Regions from separate parts of the Ovis aries genome. Here region 2 is linked to region 1. The links are chromatin contacts, called in public Hi-C maps. All regions are on one chromosome and are shown on one strand. Each heading gives the region's core, a stretch centred on a gene start, on an enhancer-like site or on the middle of the called end of the contact. The rest is flanking DNA. Distances are from core to core; before and after follow the strand shown.

What was found. A called contact is a pair of places that touch in the nucleus more often than the background predicts.
Region 2: a Hi-C map of hypothalamus shows a contact between it and region 1, with 4 times the contacts expected there. The contact joins two enhancer-like sites. A contact is called at or near these places in 2 of 16 Hi-C or Micro-C datasets (hypothalamus and tail adipose tissue).

Annotation. Positions count from the first base shown.
Region 1 is chr20:44,002,007-44,005,476 of ARS-UI_Ramb_v3.0, forward strand. It overlaps TMEM170B (transmembrane protein 170B), which reads right to left. Exons shown (of 3, transcript XM_027958480.3): 3 at 1-2,386. The coding sequence ends at 2,256. Among named protein-coding and RNA genes, the nearest start is that of TMEM170B, 33 kb to the right of the region's middle. Within about 2 kb of position 2,110, at least 9 of the 54 cell types and tissues checked have an H3K27ac peak or open chromatin away from gene starts, as enhancers often do. A contact at or near this core is called in hypothalamus, where this site is marked.
Region 2 is chr20:44,357,365-44,360,936 of ARS-UI_Ramb_v3.0, forward strand. No RefSeq gene overlaps it. Among named protein-coding and RNA genes, the nearest start is that of SMIM13, 27 kb to the right of the region's middle. Within about 2 kb of position 2,292, at least 15 of the 54 cell types and tissues checked have an H3K27ac peak or open chromatin away from gene starts, as enhancers often do. A contact at or near this core is called in hypothalamus, where this site is marked.

The DNA.
Region 1 (3,470 bases), core at 860-3,359:
TTACCTTACCATGATAACTTTCTGAAAACATAAACTAATCATGTGTTAAAATAAATATTCATTTCTGTAGAATCTCAATTTCAATACATTATTGATAATTTCTCCCCAGGAATATGAACACTTTAAATTACTGGCAGAATAACCAAAGTAAGGGAAGAAAGTGATTCAAATCTAACAGAAAAGGAAAAGTCAAGTTGACTTGAGAGATTTAGACCTAAATTTAAGAAAACATCAGGAATATAAAGAACATGTGAAACTAATTTCAGGCTGAACATAATGAAAATAATCCACTTTAAGATTTTCTTTAAAGATCTCTAAGAATGCATAGTTGCTTCTTGGCTTCTTTTAAAACAGATTTCCAAACCACAGTGTTATTAAAACTACCCTGCCCCAAACTGGCTTCATACTGGAAAAATACCCCCAACACATCATCGAGTTGCTGATATATTCTGCTTTTTGGTAGAGAAAAGGTGGTGTGGGCGACAAAGGTCTTAAATCTGATTGGGACCTAGTAGAAACTTCCTTGTTACCCAGTTAGATTATAGAAGAGCGAGGCTAGAGTGTGGAGATTATCTTTTGGATTGTCCATAACTTCCTATTTTCTGCAACTGGCTCTTCTTTTGAATTAACATATATATAATCACGGGCTTCTCAGGTGGTGCAGTGGTCAAGAATGGAGATGCGGGTTCAATCCCTGGGTCAGGAAGATGCCCTGGAGGAGGAAGTGGCTACCCACTCCAGTATTCTTGCCTGGAGGATCCCATGGACAGAGGAGCCTGAGAGGGGCTGCAGTCTATGGGGTTGCAAAGAGCCAGACATGAATAGCAACTAAACAACAATGTATAATTGTATCTAGTACTCAAAAAGTCTCAGTAGGAGATGAATTCAACCAGTTTCTATGCTTCCCTTACTTATACTCTCAAATACAATTACATATTGCCAAAACCTCTTAAAATGTTTTATACTAATAACTTTTTCATTCTAATAAATGTCATTGTAGATGCTAGTAAATTTAAATAACAAAATAAAACAAGAGTTGAAAAACTGAATCACTTAAATATATGTTCAACACTATACTGATATGCTGAGAATAACTGCCAAATTTTAAAATTATTTACTATATTCCCCAATTTTTACTTAGAGAAATTATGATGCTACCATACTCAAAATAAGATCATTTATTATTCTTCCTATATGACTTGTTTCTTAACTTGTTCCTTACAAGTGAGGCTTCTTGTTTTCACAGCCTAATTTAGGCCACTCTTTATATATATTTGATACTCCAGGATGAGAGACTGCTTACGTTTAGTCAAAAATAAGATATATGCAATAAGTAATATAATCCCACTGAGATACTAGTTGTAAAGATGTTTTCTCCATGAGATACATGGCAGAAACTTTCTTCAGAAGGATCAAGAATAGGATGTGCATTTCAGACTTTTCTTACAAAATTTATAAGAAAATTTTCAAATTAAATTTTCATGACACACAAACTACAATCAATATGTGTGACCCCAAAAGTTTTTAAATTCATAGCAACAGAATGTTTACGTATGAGGGAAACTATTAAAGAGTGTTATTTGAGTGAGTGAAAAGGATGCACCCTACAGATCTACTTTGAATCCTTAAAAGAGTCTAGCAGTTTTCCATTCAGTATCATTTTCCATGTAAAGTAAATAACAATAAATACCTAGTTTATATGAAAGCCCTAAATCCCAGAAACGTTCAACATTAAAAATCAGGTAATTTGTCTCATAAATGATGATATTCAGCACTCATACAGGATTTAGCATTACAAAACAAAATTTCTCACTACATCACCTGAATTCATGTCAAATATGTTCACAGCACTCATCTACAGCTACACTTGCAAGTTTCACATGATCAATGTTAAAAAAAAAAAGAGTTTGGCACATGTATCAGTTCTTCAAAACGTCCCTGTAACTTAACACAACACTGTTAAGAATGATGATTCAACACCAGTGTTAACCTGATTGGCAGCTAAACAAGGTGCTTTTTCTTGTAGCGTCACGCAGCGGTGCGCCTTGCCCGGGACGGAGGCACGTAAGGTGCGGTGCGGTAGTGCAATCATTGAACACCAGAGGGCGATCTTCCCACACGGCCCAAGGCCTTGGGTTTCGACCTGCTCCTTCCACGTCCTTGTACGATCTCACGCCCACTCGCTAACGACGCCGTTTTCAGAGAATCTGTACGTCTGTTTCCTTATGTGAAGTAAAGACATTCTCACAGAAACCTCAGAGTGTGGCGAGGATCCTTGAGAAGGAGATGATGAGCGTCAGTACTGTCTGTCCAACGCCCCACACCAGGGCTTCCAAGGGGGCCATGTTCTTCCCGGCCACTCGGTAAATGCCGGCCACGGCTGCACCTGGCGAGAGAGGAGAGACAACACGTTCACTCCCGAGGCACGCTGCACGGCTGGGCTCGCTTTCCCCGTGAGCCAAACAGCAAGTCACCAGGCATTCTCATTTTACAGTTTTCTAGGAAAGAGTTCGGAGAAGGCAATGGCACCCCACTCCAGTACTCTTGCCTGGAAAATCCCATGGACGGAGGAGCCTGGTGGGCTGCAGTCCATGGGGTCGCGAAGAGTCTGACACGACTGAGTGACTTCACTTTCACTTTTCACTTGCATGCATTGGAGAAGGCAATGGCACCCCACTCCAGAGTTCTTGCCTGGAGAATCCCAGGGACGGGGGAGCCTGGTGGGCTGCCGTCTATGGGGTGGCAGAGTCTGACACGACTGAGCGACTCAGCAGCAGCAGCAGGAAAGAGTTTCCACGTGACTGGTTACCAGCTACACCCTACCATACCACACTCACCCACAAAACCGAATAACAGGCTTTTCAATTCGACTGCAAAATACGTATTTATGGTATACACTGCTTAACTGACACAAGGTATGTTCATAAAAAATGAATCATTCATTACTGTAATCTCTCAGCTGGGTGTTGACTCGGCCAGATCCCATCAGTATTTTTAAAAACATATGACACAATATATTGATAATCAGAAATAATAATATAGAAAAACTACACAATTTAATATAATTTCTAAATTATTCAAGAAAAAGTTAATATTAAATAAACTTTTATTTCTTTCAGTAAAATGAATTCTTACATGTCATAAATAATATCAGAATTTTGAATAATGTACTTTACAATCTACTGGTTTAAGTATTTGAATAAAACTGTAAAGTTATCTGGAGACTAGTATTTTGACATCTAATAAAAGTGGAAGATGAACCTGACATCTGTTCCAAGAAAATTTTTTAGGTATCAGGCACTTCTGAGAATGAGAGAATCTCAGGCACCTTAGCGCCCTGAGGCTCTGGTTCAACACTTTTATCTTATTGCTATATATATATATAGTGGGATCTAAGAGTCTGACTTTAAAAGTACACTCAAATCATAAAAGGAGGAAACATTTAAACTACGGTTACAGCATTTAACAGG
Region 2 (3,572 bases), core at 1,042-3,541, 360 kb after region 1:
TCACTGGATTATGGCCCAAGCTAACCCAGAAGGACCTCACGCTAACCTGTAAAGATCCTATTTCCAAAGAAGGCCTCATCTACAGGTCCCAGGTGGACACAAAGTTTGGAGGGTCACTATTCAACCCAGTACTGGGGGTTTTAAATAAAAAGGATCATAAACAGCTGGAAAGAAAGCAAAAGTGAAGTCGCTCACTCGTGTCCAATTCTTTGCGACCCCATGGACTGTACCCACCAGGCTCCTCTGTCTGTGGGATTTTCCAGGCAAGAGTACTGGAATGGGTTGCCATTCCCTTCTCCAGGGGATCTTCCTGACCCAGGAATCAAACCCAGGTTTCCTGCATTGCAGGCAGACACTTTACCCTCTGAGCCACCAGGGAAGGCTGGGGGAACATTTAACAACACAGATTCTTAGTTCTGACCTGCCTGGGACTCTGAGTCAAGTCAACTGAAATGAGGAAGAGGCCCAGAGTCTGCATTTAGCATCTTGGTGACTCTGCGGGCACTAGCAGGTCAGATAACCAGGAAGTGGGGTGAGTGGGAAGGGGGGAATTAAAGGCCAGAGGAGGTGACCAGGCAAAATGACCTGCGTTTGGGTCTGAGAGCACAGAGCAAGGACCCAGGATGCGAGATTCGAAGGAAGATACGAGAAAGCCCAGGGCTGTGGGGTTCTCCCTGTGTTTGTCTCTGGTCTGGGGAAGAGCTCTGCAAGCTTGTTCTTACTTGTAATCATTAGCAAGGACGGGTTAAGGTGACAACACTCAGTGCGAGACTCGTCTCGTGTTTTGTTTTGCATTGTTTTGTCTAAACCAAATGAGCTGTGACTCTGAGCTCTCCACCACGGCTGGTGAGACATTCAGTCTTAGTCACTACAGGCCAACCCAGCTCCCTCCCTGAGAGCCAGAACCTCAGCAAAAGGAACCTTCACTCTTCAGTCCCTCAGGACTGCCTCTGAGATGCTCACCATCCGCCCCGTGAGATCCACTCCCAGCATCACTCCCCGGCCCCAGCGTGGCCGGAGGAAAGCTGGCTGCACTTTCCAAACCCTGAGCCAAGCCTTCGGATCCCCAGAACCCGCAGGTCACCCCCATCGGAGGCCTGCCACCTCCCAGGGCTGCGTGAGAACAGGACACACAGCTCGGCCTTTGGTCCCCGGGAAGCCAACTGGGTCACTCTCCCCAAGTGTCCCTTTCCCATTGACCCACTGCAGGTCCCTCTCCCTGCTGGACCATCAGAACCCCAGTGAGCCCAGCTTGCTGAGACCCTCCTGGGGTGAGGAAGGCCAGCCCTCAGGACACAGAGGCCGGCCGTGGTCTGGAGCGCAGAGGAGAAAGGAGACACACGGTGACTTTCTCCACGAGCTTATCCCGCTGGGCAGGCTCTTACAGGTGTGGGCTGCGTGCCGTGTTTGTATTTGAACATTACACGTTCTCCTCTGTGCTGAATGACCTAAGGTGATTTGGATGCTTTAAATTAAAAAGAAACAGTTTCCCTTCTCTAAGTAACAAGGCGGGGGTCCAGGGTTTGGCACCATCACACACACGGCCGAGTTACTTCACCCGCTTGAACCTCAATCTCTTTTATAAAGGAGGGGTGACATGTTCCTTGCCTTCCTCAATCCCACAGAGCTTGGGAACGCAAGATATGAAACTGCTGTTGCTGTTGTTTAGTTAGCTAAGCTGCAGTTATTAGTGAGCTAAGTCGTGCCCGACTCTTGCAACCTACCCCACGGGCTGCAGCCTGCCAGGCTCCTGGGCAAATCAAAGGCACTTCCTATCTACACAGAGCCCTTATGGTCCTAAGGCATATCCCCAAGGTAAGGATGCTGCACCCACAAGTAAACATGGGGGCCTTTGGACCAAGCATCCTTCTCCCCACCCCTCCTGAAACTGACTGGTTTCTGGAGTCACACTTTTGTCGGTGGAGTTCAGGCGCTGTTTGGGAGGGCTCCTCTGTCTCTGACTTCAAGCCCTCATCGGAGGGTCTGTAAATACATTGTCATCTGGCTGGCCTCCGCTCTAAATGGAGTGGAAAGAAGTCCCTGGACAGCCCGAATAGCCCTGGTTTACATCTGTCCTGACCTAGCGATGAATAACCCCCCTCCCCTTCCAGTCTGATCAAAGATTTATACGCTCACTTAGCTGCTTTAGGTAAAGGGGATTAAGCTAAATACCTATGACGCAAAACACGGTGCCACATAATTATCAAACCCTTTAACGTCTTCTTAAAGGAACACACCCCGACAGGCAATGGACTCTGGCTAATTCCTGAAATCTGACGCCATCTTGTGGTCAGAAGCTGCTGTTCCGACCATTTCGACGGGCTCCTTGGACCTTCTCAGAAGGGATGGAGGAGTTATGGACACAAAACGCACAGGAGTCAGGGGCTTGAAAACTAAGCATCTCAGTAACATACACTTCTGCGTTTGTTGATTAAACAAAACAACCACCATTTTCAGGAGATGCTGACAGAGCAGGAATTAAGTCCCTCAGATTCCAACCAAAAGATTGAATATGCAGTTGTAAGTTCTATCTTATACTGCTACATTGATTAATTCAACAGAGGGGATATGGAAAATGAAATGGAGCTTAAATAAATCCACTTTGTTGTTTAGTCGCTCAGTCGTGTCCGACTCTTTGCAACCTCATGGACTGCAGCCCACCAGGGTTCCTCTGTCCACGGGATTTCTCAGGCGATACTGGAGTGGGTTGCCATCTCCTTCTCCATGGGCTCTTCCAGGCCTAAGGATCGCACCGTGTCTCCTACAATGCTGGGCAGATTCTCGACCACGGAGCCACCAGGGAAGCCCAAGTGTCCGACTCTTGTCTGGAAGAGAGGAGGACTACTCTGTGTAACCAAGGGACTGCCTGGAAATGGTCTGGGTGGTGTTCAAAGACGCTGCCTGAGAAAGCGACTTTGAGCTGCAACCGGACAAATGACTAGGAGACCAGGGGAGGGGCGAGAGCCCGAGCAGGGACGCGGGAACAAGGGTGCAGGTGATCAAAGTGATCGTGGAGCTGAGAGGAGGCCCAGGGCAGAGTGTGGGCTCAGGGAAGGCAGGGGTGCCTGATGCTGCTGGAGAAGCTGGTGAGTGAAGTCCTGCCATGTCCCCAAGTGTGTTAAGGCTTTTCCACCCTTTCTCTGGGGGCAACGGGAAGCCATTCCCATGCTATATGCAAGGAGCCGACAGAGTCGTAGTTGAGTTTCAAAAAGATTATTCTGGTGACAAGGAGAAGGCTGCAGAGGGACTGTAATGAATTTGAGGAGCTGCTCTGCAGGTCCAGGTGGGCATTAGTGGCAGGGAATTCCCCCATACTATAGTGGTGGTGCTTTAGTCGCCAAATCGTGTCCGACTCTTGCCACCCCATGGAATGAAGCCTGCTGGGCTCCTCTGTCCGTGAGATTTCCCAAGCAAGAATGCTGAAGTGGGTTGCCATTTCCTTCTCCAACTCCACATACTGGGCACTAATTGCTTTGTGTGGGTTCACTCATTTAATCCTAACAGAAACCCTATGAGACAGATACTATTATTACACCCATTGTACAGATGAAAAATGAGGCTTGCAGAGACCC